Linked DNA regions of Mus musculus: all the other regions are linked to region 2. A link is a contact called in public promoter capture Hi-C data. All regions are on one chromosome and are shown on one strand. Each heading gives the region's core, a stretch centred on a gene start, on an enhancer-like site or on the middle of the called end of the contact. The rest is flanking DNA. Distances are from core to core; before and after follow the strand shown. Region 1 holds the start of Ccdc58 (coiled-coil domain containing 58). Region 2 holds the start of Gtf2e1 (general transcription factor II E, polypeptide 1 (alpha subunit)). Region 3 holds the start of Slc49a4 (solute carrier family 49 member 4). Region 4 holds the start of Parp14 (poly (ADP-ribose) polymerase family, member 14). Region 5 holds the start of Parp9 (poly (ADP-ribose) polymerase family, member 9).

Evidence for each region. Promoter capture Hi-C pulls out the DNA fragments that hold promoters and counts their contacts. Capture Hi-C pulls out chosen DNA fragments and counts their contacts.
Region 1: a contact with region 2 is called in a promoter capture Hi-C map of pre-B cells, with 6 times the contacts expected there. The contact joins the promoter of Ccdc58 here to the promoter of Gtf2e1 in region 2. A contact is called at or near these places in 13 of 39 promoter capture datasets (the 3T3-L1 cell line, 3T3-L1-derived adipocytes, the C10 cell line and 8 more), 4 of 484 Hi-C or Micro-C datasets (B cells, CD4 T cells and pre-B cells), 2 of 115 datasets of contacts at active chromatin or transcription factors (astrocytes and large pre-B cells) and 2 of 9 other capture datasets (adipose tissue and liver).
Region 3: a promoter capture Hi-C map of neutrophils shows a contact between it and region 2, with 2.8 times the contacts expected there. The contact joins the promoter of Slc49a4 here to the promoter of Gtf2e1 in region 2. A contact is called at or near these places in 3 of 39 promoter capture datasets (liver, neutrophils and pre-B cells) and 2 of 9 other capture datasets (adipose tissue and liver).
Region 4: a contact with region 2 is called in a promoter capture Hi-C map of liver, with 2.9 times the contacts expected there. The contact joins the promoter of Parp14 here to the promoter of Gtf2e1 in region 2. A contact is called at or near these places in 1 of 39 promoter capture datasets (pre-B cells), 1 of 484 Hi-C or Micro-C datasets (CD4 T cells), 1 of 115 datasets of contacts at active chromatin or transcription factors (large pre-B cells) and 1 of 9 other capture datasets (liver).
Region 5: a contact with region 2 is called in a promoter capture Hi-C map of pre-B cells, with 5 times the contacts expected there. The contact joins the promoter of Parp9 here to the promoter of Gtf2e1 in region 2. A contact is called at or near these places in 3 of 39 promoter capture datasets (liver and pre-B cells) and 1 of 115 datasets of contacts at active chromatin or transcription factors (thymic regulatory T cells).

The regions. Positions count from the first base shown.
Region 1 is chr16:36,070,131-36,074,709 of GRCm38.p6, forward strand. Ccdc58 (coiled-coil domain containing 58) reads left to right here and starts at 1,530. Exons shown (of 5, transcript NM_198645.2): 1 at 1,530-2,007. The coding sequence starts at 1,957. It overlaps Fam162a (family with sequence similarity 162, member A), which reads right to left and starts at 1,431. Exons shown (of 5, transcript NM_027342.2): 1 at 1,340-1,431. The coding sequence starts at 1,373.
Region 2 is chr16:37,536,608-37,541,114 of GRCm38.p6, forward strand. It overlaps Gtf2e1 (general transcription factor II E, polypeptide 1 (alpha subunit)), which reads right to left and starts at 3,182. Exons shown (of 5, transcript NM_028812.4): 1 at 3,046-3,182. Rabl3 (RAB, member RAS oncogene family-like 3) reads left to right here and starts at 3,287. Exons shown (of 8, transcript NM_001042499.1): 1 at 3,287-3,353. The coding sequence starts at 3,308.
Region 3 is chr16:35,766,918-35,771,376 of GRCm38.p6, forward strand. Slc49a4 (solute carrier family 49 member 4) reads right to left here and starts at 2,453. Exons shown (of 9, transcript NM_153550.4): 1 at 1,982-2,453. The coding sequence starts at 2,324. Hspbap1 (Hspb associated protein 1) reads left to right here and starts at 3,469. Exons shown (of 8, transcript NM_175111.3): 1 at 3,469-3,622. The coding sequence starts at 3,559.
Region 4 is chr16:35,869,264-35,873,746 of GRCm38.p6, forward strand. Parp14 (poly (ADP-ribose) polymerase family, member 14) reads right to left here and starts at 2,119. Exons shown (of 17, transcript NM_001039530.3): 1 at 1,904-2,119. The coding sequence starts at 2,090.
Region 5 is chr16:35,935,711-35,940,173 of GRCm38.p6, forward strand. It overlaps Parp9 (poly (ADP-ribose) polymerase family, member 9), which reads left to right and starts at 2,760. Exons shown (of 11, transcript NM_030253.3): 1 at 2,760-3,350. Dtx3l (deltex 3-like, E3 ubiquitin ligase) reads right to left here and starts at 3,317. Exons shown (of 5, transcript NM_001013371.2): 1 at 2,984-3,317; 2 at 667-917. The coding sequence starts at 3,167.

The sequences.
Region 1 (4,579 bases), core at 280-2,779, 1.5 Mb before region 2:
AATCAGAAAGCGCTTTTATTAATAAAATAGGTAAAAGTAAAAGAAATCACTGGAAGGTGCTCACAACACACCAGACACTCACAGATCACCTGGCAGTCGTTGCCCATAACATCCTTGGTGTGCTATTAAAACATTCCCCATCGGAAGTAAAATTGTTGTTAAATTGTGCAAGGAAGTCTGTCTTGGTTAGAGGCCCAGCAGAGAAGTTCCAAAACATCAGAAATCTTCCAAGACACTTTAGCTTTCCATGACGTGTGCTACAGTCTAGAAAAGTAACTACTGCCAGTGTTTAAGTGACTTTCACATAACTCACAGGTTGCTGATTCTTTTGCTTGCTCTTTTGAAAACTTTGTAATACTTAATAAACATGCACATCGAGATTTTAGATGATTAGATCTTAACTGATACAAATCAAAACCAGTAAAAGAATGAGTGCTTTTTCTCTTTCTCCGTTTTCTTTCTAGAGCAGAGTGGGTGTGAGTTTTTAAGGGTGTAAGCAATGCTGACCCATTGAAAGGTCTTTCAGTCGGTAAAATCTAACCTCTTCACCGGCTACTCTTTACGCAACTATTCTCCATGTACTATTTTTTTTTTTTTGCATTGCTTCAATTACATTTACAATATACATTACTCCAATAACAAAACGTGGAGCTATTCTTTCTCTAAAAATTTAACAACTCTGTAGTAATTTGATGCCATGGAACAAAGGATAGATCATGAAAGTTCATAAAGATGATCAAAAGGTAAGCTACCCTCTAAAGACCCTCAAGATACAAGCTGCAAACTCTCTGATTTCTCAACTTGATAATTCAAGGCTCTCTAGATTTCCCCGAGGCGGGATACGTTCACGTTACCAGACTCCAAAACACTCAACCGCTCCAATGTTTACTGAGAAAACAGGCTATAGACCTTACGTTATTAGCATAACACTTTCCCCTAAGAGAGTCCCGGCACTTACCGCACTATTGTTTAAAAGTATGTACTACCACCCACAACTTAAGGCAACAATTACTCGTATTCTGTGAGATCTTTGAGTCCCTCACCTAAAGAGGGAGGGACAAGTAGGAAGGCACAAGTAGAATAACGGATAGGAGAAAGTCAGGGTGGAAAGCATTACTTCCGTGGATAACTCTTAATAGGAGCTCACAGGAGGATGGGGACCAGGTGGAGGCATCAAGGCACTAACTTAAGATGGGAGCTGCGTGAATGAGCGCCAGATACCAGGGTCTCGGCCAGCCCCCCGCGTCTGCTAAGGCGCTGCGGTCCTCACACGGTTGCAGTAAGCAGGACACCCCCACCGGCGATGCCCCCTCCTGCCGCCCGCAGACCCGCGTCTCACCAGCCGCCAGGCGCAGGCCGCCGAGGCTCCACATGGCCACCCGCTCCGCCGACGCACAGCACCCCACGGCGGCCGCGGCGCTGGCGCTCAATGTCACCAAGGGCCCGCGTGGGGAGGGCGCTGGCGGGGTGGGCGGGGCGTGCCGGCGTGACGCAGCGGGCGTGCGGGACGTGCGCGACGAGCGGAGGATGCGGCCAAACGCCCTGCCTGCCCGGGCATGATGAAGGCGGAGGAGGGAGGGCGATGTCTGCCAACTGCGAAGCGCTGAGTAGTGTTTTAGGACTGTGCAAGCGAGTCACACACGCGGAGGGACTCGGGACCAGGGCCCTATGGCGTCCGGGCTTCGGGAATGCCCGAAGGAAGCCTGCTTTCCACTTAGCTATGTTTTTAAAAACATCTAGTCATTCTCACCGCTTGCCCACCCTCACCTCCCCAAACGCCGTTAGTTTCTCGACGCTTCTTCGAGGGGCTCATCCCTCATTAGCAACCCGATGCTCTAGGCTTAGCGAGAGGAAAGGCAACCGCCCGGGCTCACGGTATTTGCTGTCAGGCAGCACCGCGGACACCTCTGCTCCACGGTGATTGGTCGGCTGCGGGGGTCCTCGTGTTCGTTCAATATGGCGGCGCCCAGTGGCAGTGTGAACTGTGAAGAGTTCGCCGAGTTCCAGGTGATGAGGTTTTCCACACGTGGCAAGCTTGTCCAGCCTTTTGTCCCCACGTCCCAGTCGGTGCTTTGGTCCGGGAAGGGAGGATAGACAAACTGTAGGAAAAGCAAGTTGCTCAGAGCTTTTTATAGGGGAGCCTTTGGAGGTCATGGGGGCTGGGGGTGGCCTTGGAAAGCGGAGGTGCTCAGCGTAGGAGGTGCCGGAGGCTCACCGGGTCATTCTGGAGCGGTCAGGCCGAGCTCTGAAGCTGTGGGTAGGGATAGTTAATAGTTCAGTAGTTCTCCGAACTTCATTCCCAGCTTCTACCAAAACTCCCCTACTTCTAAGTTGAGATTTTGTGGGAGAGAAAAAGTGAAAGAGACCTTGTGTACTTGATAAAGTATTTGGCATAGTGCCTTTTTATGTGTGTGGTGCGATACAATGAATATTTGGAAGCTTGGGGGAGGGTTAAGTCAAATACTTGGTCTGTGCTATCGCCTTCTTGATCCCGAGAGAAGGTGTAACACTTAAGTCAAATATGTGTCTTTTTTGGTACTAAAAATTTCAAAGGTTGAATAGTTAACCAAGAATTCAAGAATAACGATCCGGATGTTGATCAATTCACAATGATGGTTCTGCTATTAAATTAGAGTTGAAGCTAAACAAAAAAACAAAAAAACAAAAAAACATGACCTTTAAAAGTGTATTTTAAGTAGAGATAGTAAAATTTGTTAAACATGTCATTTCCCTATCTGTAGTAACCGTAATACTTTGAGTAGCTTGTAGGTAGTGGTATTCTTGAAGATAACCTCACCAAATTGATTTATTTGGTAAATAATTAGGCCAAAAGTATTTTTTTAACATTTATTTTTATGGGCATCGGTGTTTTGTGGGCATGTATTTCTGTGCACCACATCTGTGCATTAGCTGCAGAGGCCAAAAGAGGGCATTGTATCTCTTAGGACTGAAGTTACAAACTTTTGCAAGTTGCCATATGGGTGCTAGGAATTGAACCTGAGTCCTCTGCAAGAACAGACAGATACTCTTATCCACTGAACCATCATCTCTCCAGCCCCTTGGCCAAAAGACCTAATGAATCTGTGAGTTTAAAAAAAAAAAAAATCAAAAGATTTGTTTACCCAGAACCAGTCTTAGCATATGTTTTAATTTTGTAAATAGGCATTAATTTTTGTTCCCACTCCTTCACAGATAGAACCAGAACATACATGAAGGTACTGTAACAATGTAAAACATTACTATGGCATTTACATTTAGATGAATTTGGTAAAATTATGAAAAACATGGTTGACTGGAATTCTCACAAATTACTAAACAAAATTAATATTCTCAAGAGTTGTTAGATCACTTTGTATGTAGGTATCCTAACCAAGAAAACCAAACAAACCAACCAACCAACCAAACAAACAAACAAAAAAAAGGGTTTTTAAAGTCACTTGAAACAAATGAGTGCTTTTAAATATGCTGCATGCAAATTGAATGAAGTTCCGGACTTGTTTACTATTTGGAGGGTTATATTTTGCATATGATGCAGGGCACAGGTATTTACAAATGCTCCTCCTAGTTTCATGGACATATTCTTAAGGCAGACTTATGTCAACATCAAAATTGATCCTTTTATTTTCAAAAGTTTTCTCATGGGCTTTCCTATGCAATCCCTGTCACTTTCTGTCAAGTTCCAACTATTAGTAATTCTTAATGTTGTTTTCACACAACTATGTATTTTAAGCTTAAAAGGTTTTTAAAGAGTTTTGAACTTTTTGCATTCCCCTTCATTGTAGCATTCCCAGAAAACATCCTATTTCCAAAGCTAAATAGAATTTTTTAAAAAGTTTAAAATTGGATGCTTCAAATCTCATTTTAACATATAATCAACAATTTACTGGGTACATTTTTTATTTTTTGGTTTTTTGAGACAGGCTTTCTCTGTGTAGCCCTGGCTGTCCTGGAATACTCTCACTCTGTAGACCAGGCTGGCCTTGAACTCAGAAATTCTCCTGCCTCTGCCTCCCAAGTGCTGGGACTAAAGGCATATGCCACCACGCCCAGCTATTGGGTACATTTTTAGCCTGTTCATGCAGCCGTAACTAAATACTACAGTCCTAAGTGACTTAAACAGCAGAAATGTGGTTTCTTAAAGTCCTGGAAGCCAGAATTCCAAGATTAGGGTTGTGTTGGGGTTGGCTTCTGGTGAGGTCTTTTCCTGGCATGCAGGCTGTTTTCTCACTGTGTGTTCACACCTTTCCTCTGCAGTTGGAGCAATGTCACTCATATCTCTTCCTCTTCCAATGAGGACCCCAGTTGTGGCAGATTAGGGTTCCTGCCCTGCTGACCTCCATTTGTGTATCTGTTTGTGTATGTATGTATTTGACAAGATCTCACTATGTTGTGGAGGCTGGCCCCGGTAACCCTGGTTCAAGAAGTCCTGCCACTGCCTCTCAAGTAGCTGAAACTGTATTTTGGGTGCCTGGTTGTGACCTCCATTTAACTTTCATTCCCAAAAGCCTTGCCTACAAGGACTTGGGACTTTCCCATGCACTTCAGGGTGAACAGTTTGGTCACTACCAGTATCCTCCAG
Region 2 (4,507 bases), core at 1,932-4,431:
TCAAGAATGTTTTACATAGTCACAACTTTCACAATGATCTCACACACCACACACACACACACACACACACACACACACACAAATACCTAAGTAACTGCCAGCCAGGGGGGGTGTTGACAAAATTAAGGACTGCAATAATTGAAAGAAATTAATGCTAAGCTCAAAGTGCATTACCAACTTTTAAGTCCTATCTGATCATTAAGTAAGCACCTTTTATATTTTAAAAAATGGAGGGAGATGAAGTAAGACACCCTTAAATAGTGGGTCCCTTGAAGAGCAGAGCAGAAGCTGACTGCATATAAGGTCCAGGCCACAGGCCTGAGTTGTCCTCTCAAGTCTCTCACGCGGCACAGCACCTGGACCCCAGTCAGACGAGCTGTTTGTGTGCTGTAGGAGCCTGAAAAGTCCTTAAGTTCAAGCTACGCTTTACTCCAAAGGAAACGTGGTGCTTGTGATTAGTGAAAATGTTCAGTGGGGGCCTAAAAGGACTTATTAGCTAGGCTAGCTTTCATGTAACTTCAGTATGATCCATACTGAAACTAGCCAGCCTATTCACGCTGACTATACTTCAGATTTCTGTAAGATATAGGAAACTTTTAATAGACATCCCCCTGAACTATTTCTAAGAAGTTATATTGTCATTAATATCAGTTTCAACTGAACTTTTAATTTGAACTCTGAAGTAGCCAACCCTATCAGATGTAATGCTTCATTCTGTAAGAAATGTTGTAATATCTGCAATATATCCTAAATAATCAGTGTACACAAGTATGTTATAAGGTCATATCTATAATAAAGGAAAAATAGAAAGAAAGTTAGTTACAACATATACTTTAAACAACACCAGGCAGAGCACTGTAGATACAGCACTGTAGTACTGAACATACACAGAGAAAACAAGGCAACACCTGGACTTACTAGTCTAAACCTGGCAACCCCAAAGCCTTTGTCACCCTAGATATTTAAATAGGTCTGGGTTCACTGCCACCTCAGAATCCCAAGCACAGTACCAGATACATTTTGGTCGCTTTTCCAATTTCACCTACACAGTGTACTAAGAACCACATTTTGCTTTCTGCATGCTCAGCAGCTGACAGAATAGGACATAATGGCCTCAGAAACACGCAAAATGCCTAAGGACAGATGGACGCCAGCACAGCCTATTGTTTTCTGACTTCCTTTCCATTGCTTTGCTCTCCTCTGTCCCACCTCAGACACTGTATGCTCCAGACCATTGGTTCTCAACCCTGACTGTAAAGCAATCACCTAGGCAACATTTTTAAGTCTACTAACACTGGGCCCCATTTCCAAGAGTTCTGTTTCAGTTACTATAGAAGGGCCAGATTAGGAACGCAGCTACTTTTAAAATGCCTTTAGATTACTCTAATGTGCAACAAGTCCCTGATCATTGCTCTAATCTGTCCCATGGCCATGACCATTTTGTATCCTTCAAATGAACATCCTGCATGGAGAGGACTAGTACTTGCTGTTCAGCCTGTTTCCTCTGTCTGATACTCCTCTGGGTGTCCTGAAAATCAGTACAAAGGGACGTTATCAATACTCTTCCAGCCAATAGTTTGAAGCTTGGAAATCCCAGGTCAGCTTCTTAGTGTTAGCCCCAGAAAATCCACAGCCTTCATTTCTTCACATATAAAATAATTAAAGAGCCTTTCTCACACAGGGCTTTGCTCCTTCCCCACATCCCCAATTAAGATAAATCAAGAGTATTCAATCTCTGGGCTTCTTAAAGCTCCTTAAATCAAGTTCTAAAACTGACAGCCCATACAGAACGTTTTCAACAACTTTATGAATTGGTTGTCGACATTTAAAAATCTTGGGTGCCTATAAATCCCAACTGCCTACTCCTCTTGCAGATTGGAAGTAAATGGCCAAAGTCAGACCATGTTCCTATATTAGCTAGTCTCTATGGCAGGTGACACTTAAGTAACTTCTCTGTCTGTGGAGGCTTCTTGGTGTGGTAGCTAGTGGTCTTCATTTATCTTCTTCTCTTCACAGTAATCAGGCATCTCATCTCCCAACGTCACCTTACCCAGTCCAGACCTAGATTCTAGTTGTAAAAACTTTTAAGGACCACTGTGCCCCTGGTGTGGAACTGGGAGAATCAAAAGTTCAAACCACTCTGCTTTTTTAGCAAAGTCATCCTCATATCCACCCTCAGTCCTCAAAGCTAAGCCCAAACCTTTCTCCTACTGTAGTTAGGCTTTGGGTAATGTTTCCTGGCCTTCTCAAATCCCCAACAGTGGCATCCAACACTCTCCCTCGCATTTCCTCAGAATTTGTACAGTTTCTACTTCGAAGGCCTCTTGTTCATTAATGCTAGCGCCTAGCATATTCTACTGAGATACCTGAACTTTCAATACATCCTCTGGGCACGTGTTCTTGTAGCATATCCATCCTGCCAGCTTCCACACAAATCACTTGTTTCACACCTGCATCCCAATAATGAGCGCTATAAGCCATCTTTTTTTTTTCTTTTTAAATTTAACTTGTAATTGCTTTAAGCAAGGAGCTACTACATTAAACTTGTGATTTTTGAAAAAACTATGCTGGATGAAAAGGGATTTAAAAAAAAAACACAAAGTGGGTGCAGGAAGCCCTTTTAGTTAGACTATTTTTAAATACTACTTCCCAAGTTCTAGAAGAACGTGGATCCTACAGAGCCTCTACAGTTTTCTGTTACTGTATTTTACGAACTCTCCATTCCTTCGTCCTACGACGGAGACAGCTCCGGACCGAGGTGCCCTCCACCAGCTGTGTTCAGACATGTCCAGACCCCGAGACCCCACAGTCCCTCAGACGCGCCCAGGGGCTTCCCGGGCCACACTCGACGCCGCCAAGCCCGTCCTACCCGAGGTCGCACATGGGCCGCTCCGGGGCAATGGTTCTTTAGAAGACTAAGAAGAGGACCAAAGCAAGAGGTGGCCGAGGAGAGGGGACTAGACAAGGAAGGGGACGGATAGAAGAAACCATGAAATGCCACGCCAGGTCAGAAACCGGGAACAAGGACGGGAGAATGAGGTTTACCCAAGTGGATGCTCGAACACTCCCACTACAGCCGCCCTCAGCACCTCAACTACCGGCTTCAGCCAGCCCACGCCACTTGCGAGACAAGGACGAACGCCTAATTCCTGCGACCGGTTTGGAAACCGCCCGCTAATCCGCACCCCGAAGCTTTCGATCAGTCACGCTCTGACCGACCAATGAGATGATTTGCCCTGCCCACAAGCCCTGCGCTGATTGGTGAGAATCCAGGAACGGGCGTCAACCTCAAGGAAATCGTGGCAAGATGGCGTCCCTGGATCGGGTGAAGGTTCTGGTGTTGGGAGACTCAGGTGAGCCGCTTAACCCACGTCTGGGACTACCAACACGCCCGAGCTTCCCGACACCGCTCTCTCTTCGCTGTTTACCCCCCCAGCTGCCTAGCGCTTAGGTCGACAGCTGAAATTCCTTTCAAGACCTTAAAACTACACTTCCCAGAGGACTTTGCTCCTTTTGTCGACGTGGTGGCGTGGCGGGAGGTGGGGGGCGCGGAGTCTATGGGTGGAAAAGGGACTAGTTCCACTCACTATCACTCCTAGTGACCCTCTAGGAAAATTTTTGCTTCCTGTCCCCACAACCCTAGGTTCTGCTGGCCTAGAAGTTTTGGTTCCAGAGAGGGGAGAGCTCCTACCAGGAGCCACAAAAAACATTCCAGTTCTTCCACTGCAAGCTTTGTTGCTGGGGAGTGGGTGTGGGGTAAGACATGGTCTCACTAAGTAGTCCTGACTAACGTAGAACTAGCTATGTATATCAGGCTAGTCTAAAACTCACTATATAAACAAGGCAGGCCTAAAATGAAGAGATACACCTGCCTCTGCCACTGTATTAGTCAGGGTCCTCTAGAGTCACAGAACTTATGGGTAGTTTCTTATAGTAAGGGAATTTGTTGATGACCTACGGTCTGTAGCCCAACTCCCCAACAATGGTCAGCAGCAGCTGTGAATGGAAGTCCAAGGATCTAGCAGTTGCTCAGTCCCACAAGGCAAGCAAACGAAGAAGAATCTTCCTCCTTCCAATGTCCTTAAGTAGGTCTCCAGCAGAAGGTGTAGCCCAGATTAAAGGTGTAGGCCTCCCTGCCTGGTGCTGGGACTTGCTTTGTCCCAGATGACCTTGAACTCAGAGATCTCCTTGTCTTAGTCTCCTGGGATTCATAGCCACTATGCCTCAAGATCCAGGTCAGAAACTTGAATCTCCCAGCCACGAGATCAGGATCACAGTGAGCCCTCCAATTCTGGATTGTAGTTCATTCCAGATATAGTCCAGCTGACAACCAAGAATAGCCACTACAGCCGCCGACCTTCTTTAAGACAAGCTCTCCCCTTGGCCTGGAGCCCCTAGGCTAAGGCTGTCAGGCCAACAAACATCAGGGATTGCCTCTCTCTGCCTCCCCAGCACTGACATTAGAGACGTGTGCCTCTTTGCCTGGCTGCTGTGTGTCAGTTCTGTG
Region 3 (4,459 bases), core at 1,203-3,702, 1.8 Mb before region 2:
TGGGGAGGGGGGGGCAGAGGCAGGTGGATTTCTGAGTTCAAGGCCACCCTGGCCTACAAAGTGAATTCCAGGACAGCCAAGGCTACACAGAGAAACCCTGTCTCAAAAAACCAAAACCAAAACAAAACAAAACAAAACAAAAAAAACTATACACACTAAGCCTACAGCGCTCTTACCTGATATTCATGCAGTCTATCTGCCTCAGGTTTTTTTTTGTTGTTGTTGTTGTTTTGTTTTTTGAAGCTTCATATCTTAAGTTTCATGACTTTTACACCCATTATCATGGTTGTCACCCAACTCTAATGTCATCCCAGTTTGCCAAATGACCTCCTTAAAAAAAAATGAGCGTGCCAGGCAGTGGTGACGCACACCTTTAATCTCAGCACTTGGGAGGCAGAGGCAGGCGGATTTCTGAGTTTAAGGCCAGCCTGGTCTACATAGCGAGTTTCAGGACAGTCCGGGCTACACAGAGAAACCCTGTCTCCAAAAACCAAAACCAAACCAAACCAAAACAACAATAACAAGAATGCACCTGACTGAGTGCTAGTGTAGAACATACCGAAGTACCTTTCCTTTTCTTTTGGATCCTACTCTTCAGTGCTTAGAACTCTCTAGCCTCCCTTTCTGAGCACCTGTACTCAAGTTGATCATGGAAGTATTCAGTCATCAGTTTTCTTGTCTCTTCCACGTGGGTTCCCGTACCATCAGGAAGAGAGGGAACCTCACAGCTGGATTCTGTTCTTGCCACAGCAGTAGTTAGAGGACTGTGTTGCACCAGATGATCACAGCTCCATATCAACCTATGTTCCACTCTTACTTTGCAGGTAATGTTTGTGTTCACCCAGATTCCTATGTTGAAATCCTACTCCCAGCTAAGTGACTGAACTAAGAGGTGGCCGACTGGGGATGAAACAAATTTTTGAGGGCAAGGGCTGGACAGATAGGGTTACTGCCCTCATAAGAGAGACCCCAGAGAGATCCCTGGCCACTTCCCTTATGACATTACAAAGAAATGAGCATTGTATGAACGATGCTCACCAGATAAGCATTCTGCTTGGCCCTTCATCTTGGACTTCCCGGTTTCCAGAGGGGTTATAAATAAATGTCCTTCATTTTATAAGCTTATGGCTGTTTGTCAATGGGCCAGTAGACTAAGGCAATGTCCCAAAACTACCCAAAGAATCTATTGTATCAAAACTCGTAAAAGACTGAACAGAAACAAAGCAGTTTCCGACCAGTATCCGACCTCATAACCTAAGAAGTCTAAATCGTGCACAGCAGCCTCCTGGGGGTTTTATTTATCCTCTGGAGGGATAATTCAACATCTTGACTCTTTCCACTCTGGCCTTTTCCTCATCTCACAGAATCACACTGGCAATTGGCAAAGTGAGAAGCCTGGAGTCCCTAACTGAAAGAGAGCCTTCCTGCATCTGCGATCTTTATCTGAGAGTAATAAATCGCAACTGAGAAGTCACCCAGGCGGAAGCTCTCGGTTTACCTGGGGTTCTACCTTCCAGAAACCCAAGCGTCAGACCCGAGTTTCCCAACAGTCATCCAGGGCTGGAGTCACCACGCCAGCTCATTACCCTCTTACATCTGGTCATCACCAGTCTCTTCTGATCTTTCGCTCTCAGCACCCCAAATCTCTTTGAAATTTAAGCATGAGTCACTTTTGTCAGGTGTCAAAGACATTCATAGCAAGTGCACTGGATGGCTCTGATGTCCACAGTATACAAAGCCTTCTACATCTGATGATTGTGGCATAAAGGGCGTAACACAAAACATCAATACTTGGAAAGCATCCTCCGTATTTGTCGCTTTGGGGACAGAGGGTTCCCGAGTAAGGAATGGGATGCCAGCTACACTGGGTCACCTCACACAACCCCTAGACCAAGCCCAGGGAGACACAGGCAGGCCCGGATCCTGGCAGGCGCCAACTCCCAGAGAAGGGACACGCCCGCAGGCGTCCCGGACCCCTTACCTCTCTTGTCCAGCAGCCACATGAACGCGAAGCAGGGCAGGAAGCCTATGGGCCCCCAGAGGACCAGGAGCGCGATGTCCCATCCGGAGAAGCCATAGGCCTGGCGCGCCGAGTTCTGGATGGGGCCCCAGGTGTTCCAGACCAGGCCCTGGGCGAACGCGAGGAGCGAGAAGAGCAGCAGCACCAGCCAGCGGCGCCCGTACACCCTCCCGGGGTTCGGGCCCGCCGCAGGCAGCACGGCCGTCGCCTCCCGGCCCCTGCGCGCAGCCCCCGGCGCAGGCCCGAGCCCCGGCCCCAGCAGCGGCTGCCGCTCCTCCTCCTCGCTGCTCCAACCCGAGCCCATGGCGACGCCGCCCGCCGGCCCTGCCCGACGCGTCCCGGTGGCCGCAGACCAGCCGGGAGCTGACTGGGCGGGTGGAGCGGGAGCCGGAGCCGGAGCTGCTCTAGTCCTCGGCCTCCCGGGCGCGTCTGCTGCGCCTGCGCCGCCCGAGCCCGAGGGGAGGAGGCGAGGCGGGGTCCACCCTGCTCGCTGGGAACCCAGGAATGCCCCGGGGAGAAGCCCGGGACCCTACGAGTGGAAAGGGTAGAAGATCGCGGCCGGCTGGGAGACTGGAGCGAAGTAGGCTGAGTCAGTCACTCGCGGGTTGCTTGGAGGAAGTGCCCAAGTTTACATCACGTGCCTAATAAACAACTCGCTGACCTCGGGTCACTTATCCCAATGCTTGGGTCTATATTAGGCTTACTTTTGTTTTTATTGGGTTTCTAACTGCAGAAATTATAGACGGCAGGATACTGAAGTTTAGGAAGGTCTCAGGGTATTGTTTCATGAAGACCATTTGGTTTTGTATGTGTCTTACGCATCCAGTGAGATTATAAACTAGCCAATTTTCCTTCATACATATAAAGAGTTTTTTCTACCCATTTTGTTTGTCATGCAAACGGGTAAATAATATGGATTGTGTTAAAGTTGGAAGACAGTGACCTAGATCTCTCTCTTGGTATGTTAGCCAGACTAAATAAACGGCAAAAGCTGGAGATTGTGCATCTCTTGACCACATAGACATAGACATTCATTTGTTCAAATGCACAAATCCAGAACTCTGACAGCTGCCTGTGTCCTTGAAAACTAGTCATTTGCTGACATATCTGGCTCAGCAAATGAGTCACAGGGAACGCCTTCAAGGGGTTCGTATTCCCAGGCAGTCACGAAAACCAGCTGGAATGGCACTGATGCCAAGGGAACCAACAAGGTGGAAGAGTAGGCACGCCAGCCCCGGGGTCTCCTAAATCGCGAGTCCGACTGAGAGAAAGCCAAGGCGAAGATGGAGGATCCGACTAGAGAAGGAAGAGAAACAGCAGACGCTAAGGGTGGAAGAAAGGAGCCACAGCCCAGCCCACGTGCTCGCCGCCTTTCAGCTTCCAAAGAGCAAAACAAACCGGCGTGGCCACGCCCAGCGCCGTCACGTGACCGCGGCGGCGCCGGTTCCGGCAGAGGCGGAGGATCCTTCCTGTGTGGAAGCCGCAGATCCCGGTGAGCCCTCTCACCTGGCGCTCTCTCCATCCTCGGCGCGATAACCATGGCAGCAGGCTGCGAGGGCATCGCGCCCCCGACCCTGGGCGAGAGAACTGTGGGGGAGGAAGGTAGGTGCGAGCCAGGGACGCCGAAGTGCCTCCGAGCGGTGCGGATGGGCGCGGCTCCATCCCAAGTCTCGCCCGCGGCGTGTTAGGCCTGGGAGAAAGTGACTTTTTAGAGCATGTGGCTTCTTAACGTCGTGCGGATCAGTTTTCTGATCTATCGGGACAAGTACCACTGTGGAGTAAGAAGTTCCTCTGAGGACTCCAGGATCGCTGGCCTCTGAGGGAATTTTGTGGCAATTCTCTTGTCTCTGTTGGGATTCCAGGTGTATGCGACCATAACTTTTTATGGAGGTCTCTGGGGAGTTCGCCAGACTTGTGCACCAGGGGTTTTTACTTGACAGTCCATCTCTCCTGTCCCAAATCATTCTCTCATTTTTTAAAAAACCAATTTATCTTCCTGATAATGTGTCCTGTATCCTATTTTATGCCTCTCTTATCCACCATTCAACAGCAAAAGTGACACGTAAGATTCTTTAATAATTTGTATTGGACTTAGAACCTCCACTAAAATCCAAGCTCCAAAAACCGTGACCTACACAAAAATTTAATTTGGGGTCTGTTGTGTTTTATAAAAATAAGGAGAATATGTTTGGTGGATGTGTAGTCAGGTGTTGGGGAAGGGGGTGCCTCCGCTCCGCGGGCCCATGCTGAGGCATCCCTTCCCCTTGAGGGACCAGCCACACAAAGGTATAGTAGAGAATAGAGTTTCTTCAGGGTATGGGAGCGGAGTTGAGCGAGTAAAGGCAGAGAGAGAAGAGGAGTAGAGGCCGGCCATGAGCACGTGGAGGGGGGAGGGGAATGGAGAAAGGTTAAGGAGCAAGGGCAAGAGAGCAAGAGAAA
Region 4 (4,483 bases), core at 869-3,368, 1.7 Mb before region 2:
GGAAATTCCAGATGACTTCCTACTGAGGAAACAGTGCCTCAAGTAGGAAACCGAAAGTGAATAGAGAGACATTCTAGTCACCCTAAAGACTGCCTCCTCAACAGGGTTAAATTTTAATAGATTTTGAGTCTTCTCTGTTGCAAGTGAAACCAGAGGGATGGCCTGGAGCAGCCTGGGGGGCTGTGGGCTAGGAGCCCTGTAGGGAGAAAGCCAAGCAGAGATCCTGCGACTGGTGAATTTCATTGTGAGCCCAGCCCTTCAGGGCGGAGTCACCTGGCCAGCCCCGGGGTCTGCTGTAAAGGCTAAAACTGGAATTGTATTATCACAATTATTTTTCCGTGCTGTGTATTTCAGTATAGTACCAATATCTTAGATAGTCTCTCAGTCCCTCTGTTTTGTTGGTTTGATGGTCTAGATAAACAACAGATTTTTTTTAATGTTTAGCATGTTCGGGTCTCGTCAGAGGGCTGGTGGTACACAATCCTTATTCAGTCGACACTCACTGTACTACAGTGTCTAGGGTGGAGCTGGAGATGTCTAGTTACCCCGACCTCTCTGTGACCAGGATGCCAGTAATCTGCACCCCTACCATGTGACCCTCATTTGAGGACAGTGACATTCTAGAGAAAAGCGCTCTCCATACGGGTCATGTCTGCTGGGATACTGACAGCTGGAATCAAACTGGGACCCCTCTACTGTGGTTCTCAACCTGTGGGTCACAACCCCTTAGGATCTAATGATCTTTTCCTGGGGATTAGGTTCTGGTTCATAATAGTAAGCAAAATTACAGTTATGAAGTAGCAACAAAAATAATTTTGTGGTTGGGGTCACCTCAACCTGAGGAACTGTGTTAAAGGTCTGCAGCATTAGGAAGGTTGAGAATCACTGATCTAGGAAAAGTGAAAAATGAGATTCTCACTTTACTAGCTAGCTGCCCATTGAGGGCTCCCTTGTGAAATCAAACCTGTGTTTTCCGGAAGGGATCAGAGCTAAGCAGGTCTCTTGTGCCCTCCTACCCAGGCTTCCTGAAACCCTGTGTTACACCTTTCTCTTGTTTTCATTTTTTTTTTTTTTTTTCCTTCTTGGGTCTTTGCTGGGCTGTTACCTTGCCCACTGCCCGGTCTCCTCAGCCTCCTTTCCTCTCCTCTGGCCCAAATGTTCCCTCCATCCTGCACTCTGAGGATGACCCTGGTCTGCAAAATCTCTGATATTAACACATGGTGGCTTTCCAGAAGTCACAGATCTGGGACTTCCATTCACCCACCTGAGCGAGAAATGAAGGCTGGGCCTCCTTTGCAGAAGGCCAATAGAGGTGGGGAACATTCAACTGCTTAACTGTTCAGGAACCTTCCAGAGATGAGGGAACACCCCCAGTCCCTATCCCAACCTGGGTTCCAAGCTTACAGCCACCTCAGATCATCTTGGGGCTGAAGGACGAGGTAGGAACAAGACACCACCACCCATTACCCACCCCTGCCCTGTCCCTCCCTCCTCCACTGAGGCACAAGAGCTCTAGGGCTTTTCACTTCTCAAGCTCATCTCCCTAAGAACCCTGCGGTGCTAGCGGACCCTGGACTCCTCCCGTTTCTTAATTCTTTTCCTGCCCCACCTGAATAATAAAAACAGGACAGTTAAAACAACAAACAAGGGCTGGAGAGATGGCTCAGCCGTGAAAGGCTAGGCTCACAACCAAACAACAAACAAACGAACACGGGAAGGTCCACAGATTGCTTCAGGGAGCGACTGGGAAAGCAAGGGGAACGCCACTCCCGGTTGCGCTCGCCACGCAGATTCTGCCTCCAGGATCTCCCGCACCGAACGAGCTGCAGCCGAGGGCTAGACCTGGCACCCATGGTCCCAAACCCCGCGCGAGGCGACCCTCCCCGACCTTCGCGCCCCTCACCATCCTCCGGGGAGAAGAGCACCCGGAAGCGTGCTGGGTTCCCCGGCTCCGGGACGACCTCGCACTCCCCTCCTCCGGATTTCTTCCGGCTCTGGAAGTACACTTGCAACTTGTTGATCAAGTTCTTTGGGGGGTCGGGGCCCCAAGAGCCCTCGACCAGCAGCGGGAAGGAACCCGACGCTGCCATCCTGACTGAACTAGGAAGCGGCGACTGCTGGGTCGTCCAAAACTGCTCAGAGTTTTAACATTGAGATAACTTCTTTCGCTTTCATTTCCTGGAAATCCCTCCCCGTCCTTAGTTTCTATCTTCACCTCGCTATCCCAGGATTGGAATAGTGCAACAACAACAACAACAACAACAACAACAACAACAACACACACACACACACACACACACACAGAGCTACCACCCACCCACCCCCAGGCACTTTGTTCTCCTGCTCTCAACAGAAGCCAGTCAATCCTCCACCCGAGCTCTAGCCTCCAGGCCACCTCCTTAGCAGCTCCAGAGCTGGGCCCCGCCCGCACTCCACCTGAGCTACAGCTGAGCCCTGCTCCATCACTAGGATAGTTTCTGCATACCTGAAAACCCACGCTGTATAAGAGAAGGAAAACGATCCTCTCAGGATGCTCCCTGCTCACTTGGGGGACCACCCGAGGGCATCTGACCTGACTTTCCTGCTTCAGAATTCTGTTTTCTCATCTGTGCATACTTTGTGTTTACAAACTCCCAGTATTGAGGAACGCGTGCTGGCGTCCATGCTTTCTGGGTGTTCAACGGAGGGACACAGGTATGGGGACACAGGAGACGGTCGACAACTCTAGGGAGAAATACACAGGTGTTGGAGCAGAAGAGCATGGGCTCCCAGCCCAATTATGGAAAGATCAGGTAGCACTTCTGGGCAAGGGACGTGCTACCCGAGAGCCTAAGAACTACTAAGAAATGACCTTAGATGGTGGGTCTCTGGGGCTTTGTGGTTCACTTACACAAAATAACTTAGGCTGCTGCATGGTGGCTGAGTTCGACAGGAGTGAGAGAAAGCCAGGCTGACCTGGGTGCTCAGGAGAGGGCTCTGGTCCCGCTACTGGTCTAGGGCTCTTGGGGCTCCGACACCCGCCTCCCCCATTCCCCCTCCTAGGAAGAACGTGATGGCCTCTAAGCTGCCTTTGGAGACAAGATTGGCCGAAAGATATGAACAGTTCATCCAGGAGTGGTCCAAGCAACAGGAGTGAGGTGCGCCTACTGTGACCGGGATAAGAAGAGACTGGGAATCTGTATATCCTTAACGCGTGATGAGCGAATATTTGGGATACGCATTAAAGCAGGCTTTGCCGGTCCAGGGCTAGAGTATGGTGACCCCCTCGGGGCCCCTGGTAACACTATCTGATGGAGAACAGGGACGATGGGGAGTCTGAAGAGGACCGAGGTCTGAAAAAAAGGAAGGAAGCCGAGGCAGCACTCAGAGCTTCCCCCCTCCCCCCCCCCTTTTTTTTTTTTTTTTCTAGACAGGGTTTCTCTGTATAGCCCTGGCTGTCCTGGAACTCACTTTGTAGACCAGGCTGGCCTCGAACTGCCTCTGCCTCCCAGTGGTGCTGGGATTAAAGGCATGTGCCACCACCGCCTGGCAATTTTTTTTTTCCCAGATCTTTCCAAAACTTTGAATGGACAGGAAGACCCAGGAGTCAAGCAGCCGGGTGAGGGATGGGGGTTTGGGCTCAGAAAGTTGATATTTTGTTTCTTGGAGTTAAATATTTTTGAAAACAGAAAAGTTCTCGATATGGGCAAATGTTGGTACAAAGAGGGATGTGGGAGATATTGGTGGTGTCAGCCAGGACATCCCAGGCGCCAGCAGCTAGGCATTGTAAATGAAAGCCGTGAACCGGGGCTGGAGGTGGGAGTATCTAGGCAATTTTAACGGTTTTTTACAGATAGGTCCCATTTCTCTGTAGATGGTAATCAGACCGATCGCACAACCCAGTGTGAGACTTGAGAAAATCTTGGTAACGCTGAAAGGCTTCTGAAGGCACAATAACCAAAAATTAAATCAAAATCAACTACATAGCATTCCGTTGCTTACCGGTGCTATCTCCTGGCACCACTGAAGCCTGTGTTCTGAGCACACATGTGCACTTTTGCACATATAAAATCTTCACACCAGACAATACCAGTAAACACTCTCTGAAACACTCAGCTCAGATGAGAGACTATGATATGGATCACAGTTTTTAATGTATACAATGTTTCTGTTCTTAAAAAAAAAAAAACTTAATGTCTTAGTAATAGAAAGCAGACTTTTAATATGTTCCTGCTGTCATTTGTCAACATGACAAGTTAGTCTATCTTTGGATCGTACCATGTTAGAATGCTTGATTTTAAAAATTGCTACTTCAGGGCTGGTGAGAAGGCTCAGTGGGTAAGAGCACCCAACTGCTCTTCCGAAGGTCCGGAGTTCAAATCCCAGCAACCACGTGGTGGCTCACAACCATCTGTAACAAGATCTGACTCCCTCTTCTGGAGTGTCTGAAGACAGCTACAGTGTACTTACATATAATAAATAAATAAATCTTTAAAAAAAATTG
Region 5 (4,463 bases), core at 1,510-4,009, 1.6 Mb before region 2:
GCTAGCCCCTGGGACAAGGTTGTTAGACCAAAAAGGCAGAGGCGGTGACCACAGAAGCAGTTGTAGAAACAGTGCCAGCTTGTGGGTTCCCAAAGCTGTGAGACCAGGGGTGCCAGTCAGGAGCAAGAGTGAGGTCCAGATACGTTTGAACCTGAAAATCACATCTGGAGACCCGCAGACTCCAGGACTGCTTCCTCCTTGGTCGGAACCAGGATGTCCCAGTGCACAGGAGCCTTATGACCCCCACCTCCACCACTCGAGGCAGTCTTGTAGCCTGGTGGCTAGATCACAAGTTAAACTTCCTCTCTCCTTAAAAGGACATGTCCAGCAAGCAAGCACCTGGAATTCCTCTTCACACAAATAAAGCATTCCCCAGCATCTATGCCCCCAGCCAATGATGACACTCACCTCCGAAACCCCTACCCACTTCCGCAGGTTTATATAGCCCCTGTTCACCCCAATAAAGAGGGAGGTTTCCCTGAAAACCATGTCCAGAGAAGGCTGTTTCTCCCTAACTCAGGCTGGCTGAGATCTTGCTAATCCACCTGTACCAACTAAGCTTCATTCCTCCCTGTACAGTCCGGGGTGCACAAGGCTGCCCGAAAACACCGAGGGGAAGGGAGGAGCAGATGCCAGGGCAGCATCAGCTCCTCTGTCAACACTCACCTTTTGGACAACTGAGTCAACAGAGTTAGAAACGAGCCCGTCCTGGGGATGTATGTCATCACAAAGTGCTTCATCCAGAGACCCCGTCAAGGACGGAGGTCTGGAGCTTGGTGTCTCCACTGGCTGTGTCAAGGATGGGAGTCTGGGTCTCAGGTCCTCTACTGGCTTTTTAGTAGTTTCCAGGACAATGGTCACAGGTTTGTTATGGACCAACATCTCGTGTTCGCTCTTTTTCAACACTTTCTCCTTATCTTCAGGGGAGACATTAAACATACACATTCACACAGAAATAAGAGAGAATTTACATAGCTGATCCTCAGTATCCCTGTAGGTTGATTCTAGAAACGTCTGAGCATGCTACCTCCAGAGATGTCCCTAATAAGCTTAGGACTTTCACATAAGCTACCCATGTTCTCACATATGCTTTTTAGTTGTTCATTTTTTTGTTTTGTTTTATTTTTTGTTTTTGAGACCTTAGGTAGTCCTGGCTGTCCTGAAACTCCTGGTGTAGACCAGGGTGGCCTTGAACTCACAGAGATCTGCCTGCCCCTGCCTCCAGAGTGCTACAATTAAAGGCATGTGCCACTACTATAAATGCATTGGTTCGCCTTCCATAGACTTTATTTGAATAAACCATAGGGTATGGGACTGTTGTGTAAATTTTCTCAAGACTGAAACATTCCACCCTGCAAAGAAGTTCCTTAAGCAAGAAGGTAAACAACTCAAAATAGCTTCAGGAAATCCCAGAAACTGACCAGACTCATAGGCCCCTCCCTGAATGAATAAACAATAGAGACTGTTGGGAAGAGTCCTCCTGAGACTCCCAGAACAGAGCTGCTGTGAGGACTCATTAAAGGTCTGCATAGGAGACTCTTAGACAAAACAAGCTGTGAAGAAAACTTAAACCACCAGAGAAGCTGCCTGCAGGAAGTGAACTCTAAGCTCCACTTAGGAGGAAGTTTAGACCAACTGAGCCACCTGGAAAGAACACTCCCTAACCTATTGAGCTGCCTGTAGGTGTGCAGTGAGCTCCAGGTTCCCAGCTTTGTGAGCTGTCACCCATGCTAGGTGGGCTTTGGTGATGCAGTTGCCTTTGAGTCGTTTCCCATATTCCTGTAAGTAAATCCAATAACCAATACCAATGCAATAAGTAATGCATTGGTTCACCAAGTTGGCCCTTGGTGGTATCTGTTGTAGGCTCCTGGTCAAATGCATACAGAGGACCTGAACAGTTATTTCTGGCATTCTGGAATAGCAGGCTGGTGATAGGAGAAGCTAATCAGAACTCTAAAGAAGGGAGCTTAAGTTTTAGCATAGGAATATAATTTGGTTATTAGAAATCACATTTCTAGTCTGGGCATGCTGGTACACACTCACAATCTAGCACTTAAATGGTAGTGGTAGGGGTAGGGGTATTATGAGTTCAAGGCCAACCAATGGCACATGGCAAGATCCTGTCTCAAAGGGGTGGTGGTGGGGAAACCTATGTTTTGTAATGGTTTTGAATCTCTCATTTCAATGACATTGAATAATGGTTATTGTATAGTTAAATGGTGAAACCCCCGGCCCCCCAAAAGAAACAAGATCAAAAAGTTTAGAATGTATATTCATTTGCTGACTCTCAGAAAAGAATGCATGAAAATGCCCCCATTGAGGACATTAGTGTGGCACCACCTGCCTTTAATCCCAGTAGAGGAAGGAGGATCTCTGCGAGTTTGAGGTCAGCCTATGGAGCTAGTTCCAGGACAGACAAGGATACAAGGAATAACCCTGTCTCTAAAATCAACCAAACACACACACACACACACACACACACACACACACACACACACACACACCAAAAACCAAAACCAAAACCAAACCAAACCCCACCAAACTATCTTCAGATAATTTTTCTTTGACTTTCCTCTTTAAAGTCATATATTACTTTTGTAGTCCTTAAAAATAAGTCAACGGAATCTTTATTTACAACATTAAAATGGCTTGGAGTCGAGATCGGTGGTGGAGCACTTGCCTAGCGTGCACAAGGTTCTGGATTTCCTCCTCAATCCCAACCCCCACACTTTGTTTCTTCTCTCAACTGGGTCTGCTGGGAAATTCTCAGATGGAGTCGAACCGCGACCTCATCAGCGGCTGGACTCATACGAGGCTCTCTCCGCCACTGTGGGATGGAGGGAGTCTGTGGACCGCACTCTCCCACAGACAGAGAGCCACACTCGCGTGGGCTCTCGTCGGAAGCATGCAGGGATCGGTTTGGAAACCTGCTGGTTCTACCCTTGCACCCGAGCCTTGCCCTGTTTCCCCTGCCCCGGCTCACCTGCTTTTTTTAGGAACTTCACCTCGTAGGTGTCCGGGGCGCTGGGGCCCACGGGCTGGACAGAGCACTCCCCACCTCCCGAGGCCCGGCTCTGGAAGTATATCTCGAGCTTCCTGTGCGCCTTGGGGATGGACTCCCGCAGCCGTACGAGTAGCGGGGACGGCGGGTCGGGACTGGAAGCCATGGCTATCCGCGTCTGGCTCGTTTGGGGCTCAGGGGCGCTGCACAGACAGGGAAGAGCAAAGGCGAGCCCTGCCCTAAAGACCCGAGAGGCAAAGTTTCAGTTTCGATTCCCCAGAAGGTCCCTCCTTGTTCTCCGCAGAGCCGCCGCCTGTCTTGCTCTGCCATCTCTCAGAGCCATCACCCGGTGAGTAGTTCGCACGCTCGGCGGTGGGCGCTCAGAGGAAGTTTCCCTACGGTGGCAGGTCGCCCTTCTATTCTTGCAGGATCGGAAGTTTGGCGGGAACCCGGATCCCAGGTTCAGGCCTCTCAAGGGTGGAGCGGAATAGAGGGGTAAAGAGTTTCACCTGTTTGTACTTTTTGAAATGATTGTTGTAACTAGTATTTACTGAGATGCGGTTCTGATTTCAAGTGGAGAGAGTTTACCTGCTTGGTGACCTGTACTTTTCCTGTTAGCTGGGCACCTTAGGGATTTTCTGCTCGAGGGCCTTAAGTTAGCGAATAGCACAGATCGGCTTGCTTCCCTGAGTCCCTAGAGAGGGAGGTAACGAGGAACTGAGCACAGAAGCAGTCAGTACCTGTGAACAAAGCAAAAGCCAAAGAGCAGGTTTCAAGAGGTATCTTAAGGGGTTGGGGGAGGGGAGGAAAGTATTCTAGGCTGGGACAGCAGTAGCCTAAAGTCCAGAGGGCTGGGTTCCAGGCCAGGGAGAGGAAGAGGAAGGGTCTGTAAGATCTATAGCGTCAACAGAAATAAAGTGGGGATTATGTGTGTTAATTCTAAAGGTTAACACCATAGTTTAGCTCATAGGTGATGGTTAATCTTGGTTGTCATTTTGACTGCGTCTGGAATCAGCTAAAACCCCAGCTAGCTGGGTAGTGCTTGTGAGCGATTTTCTTGATTGGGTCTTTTGAGACTGGAAGACCCGCCCTAAATCTGGGTCACGCGTCCTGGTAGCAGCCTATATAAAAGGACAAGGAAAAAGGAAGTTTTGCTTTTGGCCTGCTTGCCTCAAGACAGACAAGTGCACCCCAAAGCAACCTCTCAGCTGCAGCCTCCAAGGAACCTTAGAGGTCTTTCTTGTGTGAAAGCAATACTGCCCTCTGCAGGCTCCCCGGATCCTGTCCGGCCAGTTTGGGGTTAGTATTCGAGTGACTCCTGGATGGGCATGGCCAGCTGTGCTCTCGTGTTGTACAGTGTTTTTCTACTGCAAAGACATTACAGATCATCCCAGAGACTATTGTAAGTGTTAGTCATGAGTCTAACATTTCATAATTTTAGTTTTTAGGCTACTAGGTTAAA